Regions from separate parts of the Mus musculus genome. Here all the other regions are linked to region 1. A link is a contact called in public ChIA-PET data. All regions are on one chromosome and are shown on one strand. Each heading gives the region's core, a stretch centred on a gene start, on an enhancer-like site or on the middle of the called end of the contact. The rest is flanking DNA. Distances are from core to core; before and after follow the strand shown.

The links. ChIA-PET counts read pairs in DNA pulled down with a chosen protein or histone mark.
Region 2: a contact with region 1 is called in an RNA polymerase II ChIA-PET map of memory CD8 T cells, with 11 read pairs. The contact joins two enhancer-like sites. A contact is called at or near these places in 4 of 39 promoter capture datasets (the 3T3-L1 cell line, hippocampal neurons and liver), 1 of 484 Hi-C or Micro-C datasets (nephron progenitors) and 2 of 115 datasets of contacts at active chromatin or transcription factors (embryonic stem cells and memory CD8 T cells).
Region 3: a contact with region 1 is called in an RNA polymerase II ChIA-PET map of memory CD8 T cells, with 30 read pairs. The contact joins two enhancer-like sites. A contact is called at or near these places in 1 of 39 promoter capture datasets (the HPC-7 cell line), 1 of 15 datasets of contacts at CTCF or cohesin (pro-B cells), 16 of 484 Hi-C or Micro-C datasets (CD8 T cells, the G1E-ER4 cell line, the HL-1 cell line and 12 more), 3 of 115 datasets of contacts at active chromatin or transcription factors (effector CD8 T cells, epiblast stem cells and memory CD8 T cells) and 1 of 9 other capture datasets (liver).

What each region holds. Positions count from the first base shown.
Region 1 is chr17:84,756,566-84,760,501 of GRCm38.p6, forward strand. All of the region lies in intron 14 of Lrpprc (leucine-rich PPR-motif containing), which reads right to left. Among named protein-coding and RNA genes, the nearest start is that of Lrpprc, 32 kb to the right of the region's middle. Within about 2 kb of position 2,071, at least 34 of the 459 cell types and tissues checked have an H3K27ac peak or open chromatin away from gene starts, as enhancers often do. A contact at or near this core is called in CD8 T cells, Th1 cells, effector CD8 T cells and 1 more, where this site is marked.
Region 2 is chr17:84,631,991-84,635,926 of GRCm38.p6, forward strand. It overlaps Dync2li1 (dynein cytoplasmic 2 light intermediate chain 1), which reads left to right. Exons shown (of 13, transcript NM_172256.2): 4 at 1,529-1,598. Among named protein-coding and RNA genes, the nearest start is that of Dync2li1, 7.5 kb to the left of the region's middle. Within about 2 kb of position 1,686, at least 45 of the 459 cell types and tissues checked have an H3K27ac peak or open chromatin away from gene starts, as enhancers often do. A contact at or near this core is called in memory CD8 T cells, where this site is marked.
Region 3 is chr17:84,842,944-84,846,879 of GRCm38.p6, forward strand. No RefSeq gene overlaps it. Among named protein-coding and RNA genes, the nearest start is that of Gm46582, 29 kb to the left of the region's middle. Within about 2 kb of position 2,163, at least 75 of the 459 cell types and tissues checked have an H3K27ac peak or open chromatin away from gene starts, as enhancers often do. A contact at or near this core is called in CD8 T cells, Th1 cells, effector CD8 T cells and 1 more, where this site is marked.

The sequences.
Region 1 (3,936 bases), core at 821-3,320:
CAACCACCTTGCCTGAGTGATCAATACTAGTATCACTCACTCCCGAGTGCCATGGATAACTATGTCTTTGGATGCAGCTCCCTGAAAAAGCAATCTAGCACAGGACACACAGCCTGCAGCTCAACAGGGAACCACTGTGAGAGATCGGTCTGTAAAAAACTGCTAGTGTCATAAAAGACAAAGGTATTCCAGATTAGAGAAAATTTTAAATAAGTGGCAACTAATATCCATCCCTGAATAGGACTTTGTACAAAAAGGTAATAAAATATGAAAAAGGACATAAACTTTAAAACAGAATCATAAACTATATGTTAGCTAAAAGTAGCCCAGGAATGCTTAACTTCCTAACTTTGTTAACTGAGGTTACATGAAAGAACATCCTTGTCTTTTTAGACTACATACTGAAATACGAAATGGTAGAGGATGGCCACACGATTAAGCTTAAGTAATTCACAAACACCCTCTCCTTGCCCGCCCCCCACCCACGCACAATGTGACAGACATAGAGGCAGTACAAATGATGAGACAAGATACTATACTCTAGAGGGTATATGTGGATTCTTTGTATTATAAAACTTGAAATCAATTCATTGAAACAAAGAAAAATCTTAGACTTAAATATGGCCTGTTTAAATGACACACCATTTTAAAAACAGGACCATAAATGAATGTGGACTTGCCATGACCGCTGAGCTTTGTCCTCAGGTCCAGCTGTATATACTCAGCTTCTGTGGCAATTTTACACTATTAAGAATGCCTTCTTCTGGGCTGGAAAGATGGCTCAATGGTCTTCCAGAGGACCTGAGTTCAATTCCCAGCAACCGTATGGTGGCTCACAACCATCTGTAATGAGATCTGATGCCCTCTTCTGGTGTGTCTGAAGACAGCTACAATGTACTCATATACATAAATTAAATAAATAAATCTTAAAAAGAAAACAGAAAAGAAACCATTTGAACCCAGATACCACGGCTATGAACCTTGGCATCTGCCACTAATAAATTAACAAATAATTCTTGCTTCTGTTTTACCCACAAATTAAATTTCTGAGAAGACAGAACTTGTAAAGGACAGTTTTGTTGTTGTTTTTCCTACACTACCCTTAATTTTAGTCTGTTTTACTTAAGGATGGGTTTGTTTTGTTGTGAAGAATAGGACTGAAAAAACACTGGTACTATTTCTGCTGTGGATTGACTACCGGTTTTAAGCAAGCTTTTTCTAGAGTGATAATGGAGTTTGGGAGGACAATTTGTAAGAAGACATTAACATTTGGATCGTGTTATGGAGTTTAAGGTCAGAGGTGTCTGGGTTCCAAGGTCTGTGCTGCTGACAGCTCTCCACCAGCTCCTCCTTTAAAGTCTGCGTGGCTAAGCTAGAAATGGAGCAGACAGACAGACAGGGCAGACAGACCTTCTGATGGCCAAGGGGAGCAACAATGAGACAAAAGACAAAACCAACACAGTGACCTGGGCTTATTTCCCCATGACGCCTTCTGCTTAAGCCTTTGGCGCATTTCCTATACCAATTAGGAATTAGGAGCAAACATCCCATCTCTCAGTTCTGGTGAGGTCAGACAACATCAACGGCATCTCATCCTCTGTTTACAAAGAGGACCTGAAGATCTGGCATTGATTTGATGACTCCAGTAAGGGTAATAATGACTTACACAGTTTAGGTTCAAGAAACCAGATCTTTCATTTCAACGTATGGCTGGCAACCTTCCCAAACAACACCCAGACTGTTCAGAGTGCTGTGAATTAAGTCACAAAGTCCATCCTGACCAAAGAGCTCTTACGCAGAGAACCCTGGTCTGCCCCTTCCCAGTGCTTTAACATCTCCTCAAGGGGCTGCTGACTTGAGTGCAGAAGCCGCCTCCCACAATGGCAGGACTTTCAACCACAAGCCAAGGGAGCCCTCGGCTCCTTTCCACTTACACTTTTGTTTTACCGTTGGTAAGAGGAAAGAAAAGTCTTACTCTTTCTAAACAAAACCGCATCCTACGTTTGACTGAGAGCTCCAACTGTGACTTATTTACATGTGTGAAGCCCGAGAGGATGTGCTGACTGCTCATGCTCCTGCCTCCACCTCCAGAGGGCTGAGATCACAGGCACAGATCATCTTGCTCCATCCACTTCACGTGGCGCTAGGGGCCAACTCAGGGAAACGGCGTGCTGGGCAAGCAATCTACAAACTCAGCTATGTATGTCCTAAGGCCTCAAAATATTTTTTGTGCAGCTTCATTTTTTTTTAGAAAATTTGAAGTAGAAAATCTCATTATAATAAAAAAAGGCTTTAAACTTAAATGACTGAAACTTAAGTGATTTTATCTATGTATGCTATTAAACAATTTATAAAGTAGAAAACCATATATAGAGGCATACCCTAATGTTAAATGTTTTTTGGTTTTTATCTTTGGAAAGACAGCATTGCATGTTTTAACAATTTTCCGAAGGCCCCACAGCCAGGTTCCCTGCAGCAGGCATGGCCAGGGCTGGTGGTACCTAACAGCCCTTCCCGGAGCGGCTTTCCAGCACTCTCAAAATTCTTATGAAATGGGCTGGGCATGTATCTCAGGTGGCACACAGCGGAAGGGGTGGTACTACCTATGATCCCAGCACCGGAGGTGGGAGGAGGATCACAAGTTCAAGGCCACTCTCAGCCACACAGGAAGCTTAAGGTCTGCATGGGTTTCAGAAGACTGCATTCGGTAGGCCAGAGATGGAGACACAAGCCAGTAAGCTGGCGTGGCAAGTAAAGGCTGCTCACAGCACAGCCCGTGATGCACATTGGATGGAGAGTAAGGTGAAGGGAGAACATCAGCTCCTCTGAAGCCCACATGCACCGTCCCCTACCCAACAATAATAATGTATTTAAAAAGGAAAGTGTGTTAGGTAGACTTCTAACCACTTGACTCAAGGCAGAGTCCTCTAAGAAGAAAACCCAATTGAGAAAGGCCATCAGTGTGGCTGTCTTCAGACACACCAGAAGAGGGCATCAGATCCCATTACAGATGGATATGAGTCACCATGTGGTTGCTGGGGATTGAACTCAGGACCTCTGGAAGGGCAGTCAGTGCTCTTGACTGCTGAGCCGTCTCTCCAGCCCAAAACATTGGGCTTTTTTGTTTGGTTGATTGGCTGGTTGGTCTCTGGTTTTTTTTTCAGTGCTGAGTCAATTCTAATTCTATTCTAAATTTGATCACATATAACAGGACTCTCCAAAGTACACAAAATAGGTGGCTTGACTACTACACAGAATGTTCTGCAACATTTTAAAATATATTGCTATTTATTCTAACAACACATTAAAGACTTGACTATATTAACGTTGACATAAAGGACTGTAATTACCCTCGTGTAATTTTAAATTTTTGTTAAGTTTTGGGGTGAAGTAGAAGTAGTGACCCTAAAGTTATAAATATTTTTGACGTCTATATTCTTATGGATAATGTTACTTCAACCTAAAATTTTATTGCATCTCCAACAAGCCACTGATAGAGAAGGCCATGAGTCAGCAGGATCAGAGAAAACACAGCAAGCAGTCGGCATCTTCCAGGGTCAACAAGCTGTAAGACTTCAGTCAGCTCAACTTCTGCCCCAGGCAAGTAGCAGGCTGTACCGGTTAAGATTTTTGCTCCTACCACATTGGCTTAGCTTTATGATGCAAGTATTCCACAAGTCTAGAAATTTTGAAAAATGCCATTCAAACTGACTAAAAAATATTGAGATCAAAAGACACACTGATGAGCTGAGGTGTAAGTGAGAAGGGATCTTGCCGTTCATCAAGGACAGACACGTGCCGTCCTTTACATTTCATTACCAACACAGCAACTGTTTCTTCTTCAGTCGAGGTCTACAGCAGTCCTCCCTGCGCCGCTAACTCTATGCTCTACCGGCTAGGATCACGGTGTAAGCGTGTGTAAGCGTGTGGCACGGC
Region 2 (3,936 bases), core at 436-2,935, 120 kb before region 1:
TTTATTCTGCCTGATTGATGAGCAATGATTGTGATCAGTGTTTCCTATAATAAACCATCCAGTGTAACACTAGTTCAAAGCACTACAAGCTGTGACACTGGGCGGGAATTGTTCACTTAGGCTTTCTTGTGGTGTACCCAGAAACGGAACGATTTTTCAAATTGTGGTTTAACCATGTTAGATGTTTTATTTCAGGGGAAGTATTTTGCTTCCTAAAAGAGCTATATCTTTAAGGAAATATAACTAAATAATACTTGGTGTGTATACCAAGAATATCTGCCAAGATAAAGTTCAAAATATTCAACAAATAGAAATTCTAAATTTGTGGTCTTTGTTCTCCTAGTTTGAACTAAATATAATATTATTCCACCTCGAAAGGGAAAGAAATCCAGAATTGGGCAGCACCTGCTGTCCTTGCAGAGGACCCAGGCTTGCTCCCCAGCACCTACACGGTAGCTCACGACGATCTGTAACTCCGAGGCATCCAGATCCTCTGACCTCCACAGGCACCCGGCATGCTCACGGTGCACGGTGCACACACGTGCACATGGTGTATACACACATGCACATGGTGCACACACATGCGTGCAGGCCCTACTCATCTACATAAGAAGTCTTTTATTTAAAAAGGAAATACATTCTTTCATATTCTATAATGTGTGTGAACTTTGAAGACACTATGCTACGTGAAATGAGCCAGTCACCAAACAGACAAAGCTGTCTGATTCCTTCTGTATGGGGTCCTCAAGCAGTGAGTCTCAGAGAAGCAGAAGTGAGGGGAGAAGCTGAGGCTGGGAGGGAAGGATGTGGGACATTATTCAGTGCATACGGAGTTGAGAAGCCACGAGGCTTGGGTGCACAGCAGTGTGAATGAAGGTGCTTCACACTGTGAACTGCACACTTAAAAAGGTATGCCAAAACGGTTTAGTGCATATATTTTCTTACAACATTTAAAACAAATATATACCATTAATTGCTTTCCAAATAATTTAAAGTTATATAAGTAATTTATTAAATCATTTAAATATCTTCCAAATCATTTGTTGGTTTTATGTCCTTGTTCATATAGGTTTTTTTTTTTCAACTCTCATATTTTGGCTGAGATTTGAAATAAAGAACAACATAAAAATCTCCCACTGTGTCCTTACTCGGTGCCTGGCATTTGGTTCTCAGCTCAGACATTGAGGCTGATCCAACGAGTCAGTATTCCCCACATGGCATGGGATCAGAGAGCTGGGGACAGAGCATGGCCCTTGGCGCTGCCCGCTCGCTGTGTCTCCGCTGGCCCCGCAAAGCAGCCATCCATTTGGGCATCGGGCATCGTTGTTCACTCCCGCCTCTGCCACTACAGCCCCCAGGACAGTGTTTGAGGGGCTTGTTTGTGTCTTGTGGAATAACATTATTATAGCTTTACCTCGGTGCTAGTATTCATTATTAATATAAAATATTCGATATTATTCACAAAGTGTTTAAGAGGAGGTGAGAATGACCCACCATCATGCTAATAGCGTCTGCCTTTATCGTGCAGGGATGAGTCAGCAAAGCCGACCTTAGCGTTGGAGTACACGTACGGAAGGAAGACCAAGGGGCACAACACGGTGAGTCCGTCCTGAAGTCCTGTCCCAGGCCTCAGGTGGGAGGCCATGGTGCTGAGATGGCTTACGTTATCTGCAAACAGGAAGCCCACCAGTGGTGCCTGGCACAGATGTGGGTTTTAACCTCACGTGCAGCTCAGCTGGCAGGAAGTCCGTGTAATCTGAGAGAACATTTCAGCTTTCTCTTTTGTACCTTAAAATGTTGAAAAGATTTATTTACAATGTCCGTACAGTTCTTTGGCCGACTTCTGCCCCTCTGATAGTGAGTTCCTTGTTTCGTGTGTGGTGTTTTCACTTTGGGGCTTGGGGTTTTGTCTCTTTTTCCACTCTGTATCTCAGACGGGCCTGAAACTCATTATGTAGCCCAGATGGCCCCAAGTTTGCAACTCTCCTGCCTCAGCTTCTGAGTATCAATAAGTTATAGACAGACATGTGACGGCAGGCCCAGCATGAAGTGAGATTTCTTTGGAGCTTGATGGTCTAGGGTTCTTTGATCACCTACAATATAGATGGCACTTTTTCTCTTTTTCAAATAAAAATAACTGCCTCCGTTCTCATAATTTACGAATTATCTCTAGACTTGCTATACGCACACTGTATGTGGAGCATACTTCCCCTTCTCCAAGCCTCCCAGAGCCTCCCCCCCCTCCACTCCCCCCCCTCCACTCCCCCAGCTTCAGATTCTTTCTCTCTCAAAAGTGGGGGGAGCTGAAGCAAACAAAAGAAAGACAAGAAGACAAACCCCACCAACAAAAGCCACACAGAAAAGCCTGGAATCACTGTATTTGTCCACTCTGCTCCTGGGCGTGAGGCCTGCCTGGAGCGTGCCTGCCTGACCTAGAGTAGAGTCACATGTGGTGTGGGGACAGAAATTCCTAGGGGACCATTTCTCAAACATAGGTGTGGGAAGAACAGGCCAGAGAAGGTCCTACTACTCCATACAAAAGCACATTTGTAGAGAATGATCTAGTTCCAATGTTCTCCCACTAGAGAGTGTCTTAAAGAACTGTTTGGTAGGACACACCCATGATCCCAGCACTCAGGAGGTGGAAGCAGGTGGATCTTTGTGAGTTCAAAGTCGGGCTAGTCCATGTAGTAAGCTCCAGTCCAGTCAGGACTGTGTAGTGAGCCCTTGTCTCATAAAATAAGAAAGGAAGGAAGGAAGGAAGGAAGGAAGGAAGGAAGGAAGGAAGGAAGGAAGGAGAGAAAAGAAAAAGAAAAAGAAAGAAAAAAGAAAAAGAAAGAGGGGAAGAGGGAGGGAGGGAGGGAGGGAGGGAGGGAGGAAGGAAGGAAGGAAGGAAGGAAGAAAGAAAGAAAGAAAGAAAGAAAGAAAGAAAGAAAGAAAGAAAGAGAAAAGAAAGAGTTATACGACACATAAATGTACAAGAATCGAAAGTGCCTGCTATTGGTTTCCAGATCTACCTACAAAAGTGGGTTATTAAAACTGGGAAATTAGAAGAAAAGGACACACTGAGATGCAGGAGGAGCATCTCATTTTGTGGTTCACATAGTTTATGATGTGAGCTATCCTTTTTATGGGAAACTTGAAACCGCTCTCACAATCTTGACTTCTGAGAAGGGCAGTAAAGCCTTCCTTTGTCACATTGTGAAGCAAAGGAGATTTTCCAGTGAAAACTGATTGATTCCACAAACATTAGTGATTGAGTATCAACAACAGTAAAATGGTTTTAGAGATTATGAGAATTTGTCCCGAGGAAAGGAAAATAGCATATATTCGTCTAAAATGAGCTTAACTACTATCCACCATCCTCGTTCATGGCAGCAGGCACATGAAATCCCAGGTGACGACTGCCTGTCACCTGTTTTTCCTCTAAACTTTGGACTGTAACACGGGGACTTTCTAAATCTCTTCTCAGAGCCTCACATCTTTGTCAGGTTAAATATTTTATTATGAGTTCTAGATGTAACACACAACAGCTCCTTGTACAGCACAAAAGTGCTTGCTCTTCAGAGCATTTGCTGACAATGGGGAGACGCCCCAGTGGGCAGTCCTGAGGGGTGGTCCTGGATCACACAGGTTCAAACTGCATGGCTACTTAGCCTTGTCAATCCTCTCTTAGCTGAAGAGTCTTCCAAACTGAAAAGCACACTAGCCTTACCCCACACACACCCTCCACAACTGTCATCACCAATGGTAGCCTCTTGGGTTCCTCAGGGAACAGTCTTGCCTGGGCCTAGGTTTTGCTCAGGTCTTACCTGTGCAGCCCACTCATTTGTGAGCACCTGTACTTTACATCAGAATGCTCTCATTCACTGTCATGTGTCCATCGAGAACCCCGAGCGTGCACAACTGAATTATAACTAAATTTTATTTCAGTGT
Region 3 (3,936 bases), core at 913-3,412, 86 kb after region 1:
AAAATATGAGGAGTTAGAAATTTGTCAGCTATCATCCCATGGTCTCTCTAATTTGGTAATGGGAGAAATAGGTCCAATATTGTACAATCCATATACACTTTCTGCTTGTTTGTACATATAATGGTTTTGAAATCATGCTTCTCCTATCTCAGCCTCTCTATTAGTAGGATTGTTTATTTGATGTTTTCATACTATACTATGGTTTTCAGAACAGCTTACTTATTTCGAAATTATTTATACAGCCAAAAGAAATGTAGACAATTAATTTGGGAGGTGGCTTGTAAGAGAACAGCAAAGAGTGAGACTGAAGGCTTTGCTTGATATTTATAATTATTGTATCAATTTTGAGAAGGGGACTTTATAAGTTACTCTTATTCTGAGATGAATGCTTTTCAAAATCATCATAGCCAATGAACCAGAATCTTACCCTCACCTAACGTCTGTGCCACCTTCCAAGCAGAGCCATTGTTCATTGAAACAGTTGATGAATGACTTCATGGATAGACCATCTTAATATACACACCATTTCTTAAACGAATGTAACCTGTTCCTTGTGGGCCAAGAATGATGACAATCACTTAGGTCAAATAGCTTTGACCATAGCAGGAAATCTGTATCCAAAAATCGTGCCTGCAATTCATTTCTTGGCACAGCAGAACTGTCAACTCTTAGCTTATCTACTATGGAGGTAAAATACTTTGGTGATGTGAGGGACATTGAAGTACAGCCTTATTACAATGAACTCCAATGTCCAAAAATTGTTCTTATTCTGTGTTTGTACCACAGTAAGAGCTAAGGTTTTAAGTTTTACTAAATTATAAAGATGTGATCAAATCTCTACTATGTCTTATTAAATATATCAACGCCATGAAGGTCAACACTTCCCAGAGTTGGGGACATAGTTCAGATGATAAGGTACTTATCTAGCAGGCATGAAGCTCTGAGTTTGAGCCTCAACACTGCTAAAAACTGGTGTAATGGCACTCTCCTGGACTCAGGAGGTAGATGCAGGAGGATCAATTCGAAGTCATCCTTGTTTGTGTACTGAGTTCAAATCTACCCTGGGATGCCTAAGACCATGTCTCAAAGCAAAAACCTCCCAGCCAGGTTTGGTGATGCTCACCTGTAATCCTAGCATCAAGAAGATAGAGGCAGGAGGATTACAGCAAACTGCAACACCAGTCTAGTAGGTTTGCATAGCAAATCCCAGACCAATTAGAAAGAAAAGAAAAGAAAGTAAAGAAGAAAGGGGCTAAAGAGATGGCTCAGCAGTTAAGAGTACTTGTTGCTTTTTAGAGGTCCTGGATTTCGTTCCTAGCATCCATGTTAGCTGCTAACAACCACCTGTAACTCCACTTCCAGAAGACCCAACACCCTCTTCTGACCTCCGCCGGCACTGCATGCCTGTGGTGCATAGACATACATGCAGACAAAACACCCATACACATGAAATAAAAATAAATCTATAAAAGAAAGCAAGCTCCCCCAAATACATTCCCAAAATAAATAATAAATAATAAATAAAAAACATATCCTATACAGCAATAGCTCAAATCCAGTCTTTGGAGCAGTTTACAATTCCTGTAACTATTGATGTGAGATGAAATTCTGAATATGTACACGCATGGGAGGAGAAATTACATATGGATGTGTGGTCAAATCAGAACTTAGGTTTTACAGCAGACATCAATGAAGCAGGACGGCTGACTGGCAGGAAGACATCTAGAACCCTGGTCCTGAGAGCACAGAGGAGGAACCAGGGATGCTTTGCATGTAAAGAGAACACTTTTGAAGACACGATAACGAGCTTCAATGGATAAAGCTCGATGACGCAATAGCATGGGTCACATATGGACTGACCATCAGGGAGAAGCAAGGACCCAGACCTTGTTAGATTCTGGTCAAAAGAAGGAATCACTTTCCTGTTATTAGCAAGAAGAGGAGAACAGGTAAACTGTGAGTCACAAGAGCAAACCCTGTGGACGGTTCCCTTGGAGGAGCCTCAAGGACGGATAGCTGGCCATGTTGGAGCCAGCGCGCCATGCCTAGGCTGGAGAGGGAGATGGGCGCTGAGAGTGCATCTGCGCTAGGGCACTGCTTAGGCAGTGAGCTGGTGGTTCAGCCTCAGCGGTCCATGTGCAGGATGTGGCTATTCTACGTCTATGCAGTTCAGACGCTTCCTGTGCGGGGATGTGGGAACCTTCTGCAAGGCACATCGGAGGAAGGCTCTTAGCTGCAGTGCGGTTTCCTTTGTGCTTCTGAGTTTCAGACAAGCTATCACGCCTGAGATATATTTGAACAGGGTACGTGATGCATGTGTGTGGCTGGGGATTGAATGTAGGGCCTCATGCAAGCTAGGCAAACACTGTAGCTCTGAGAAACACCCTGGTTGAACAGCATAGCAGTGCTGGCGTGGGTATGCTCTGTGATCTCAGCCATTTTTTAGTGGGATAAAGAGAGAGGGAGGAGCCAGCAGCAACTGTGAAAAGGCCACAGTTAGTGAAAAAACACCCGATATTAGCCTACCAACACTCTCTTTACTCAGACATGTTCTAGTCTCTGGAGCACAGCTGCTGTCTATACTGTAGTTGTCTATTGCATCTCTTCCAGAAGCGTCATTTACAACCCATGCAACTCCAACCAGCAGGTCAACAGGAAGGCAGGGACCCTGAAAGGGGCCAGTGAGTTTCTCACCACACCGGAGTTAAATATCCCTGACTCCCAACAGTCCAGCTGATGAAAAAAGAACGCTTTGTCTCTTGGCCTGATGGCTCTGCATTGGACTGGTTTTCAGGACAATCACCCCAGCTTGCTAATTCTCACACTTGCTAGTTGATTCCATAGCATTTTATTCTATTTTACATTATTCAGAGACAACTTAAGCAGTGTAACGCACAGATGGAAACTACTGAGTGCTTGCATCCCAATGTCTAGGCATTTTGTCTGTCTGAATGGTTTCTTTAGACACCTAATACATACATTAATAATCTCGCAACCAGACTCAATATCTACGATGCAAATTTGAATTACCTGCATACGAGTGAACACTCAGGCTAAAAGTCTTGTCATTTTCTGTTTGTTTATTTGTTTGTTGTGGTTTTTGTTTTTCAAGACAGGGTTTCTTTGTGTAGCCTTGGGCATTCTGGAACTCACTCTGTAGACCAGGCTGGCCTCAAACTCAACAATAAAAATTTTTAAAAGATGATCATTATCATCGTTATTTATGTATATATGTGTGCACCTGCTTGTCTCGGTGTGCACCACGTGCATGCAGTGTCTGTGGGGGCCAGAGGGGGCATAGGACCCCCTAGAACTGGAGGTGCTGTGAGGTGGTGTAGGTGTTGGATTACAAACCTGGGTCATCTACGGGAACACCAGTGTTCATAACTACTGCCCTGTCTCTCCAGTCCTCGCAGTCAATTCTTGATCAAATCCTTTTAACTCTACTTTCACAATCCGGTATGGGGATCCAGAAGATGCTGATAATCATGCCTGCGGCCCAAGCCGGGGACCAGAGTTTCATCCCAGAACTCACACAGATGGAAGGAAAGAACTGATTCCACGGAGTTGCCCTCCAACTGCCACATGTGCACTGTGGCATGTATTCTACCCCCAACAACAACCACAACAGTACTATCTATTATCTAGTAGCCGTATTACTATTATCTAGTGTCAGAACCTAATCTTTTCTCAGAGCATCCACAGACATCACCCTGGTTGAAATCTTCCACATCTTCCCCTATGTGATTATAACAGTTCCAAACCACCTCTGCCTCTGTCTCAGTTCCCTGCCTTGAAGGCTATTGCTGGGTAGAGCGTGCGGGTCATACTTGAGTCGTGTCATAGGATTCAAACTAGGGATCCTGATTTTAAAAAACTACAAGAGATATTGCTTTATTTTTCATGGTTTATAATGCCACATCTTATAATGTTGTT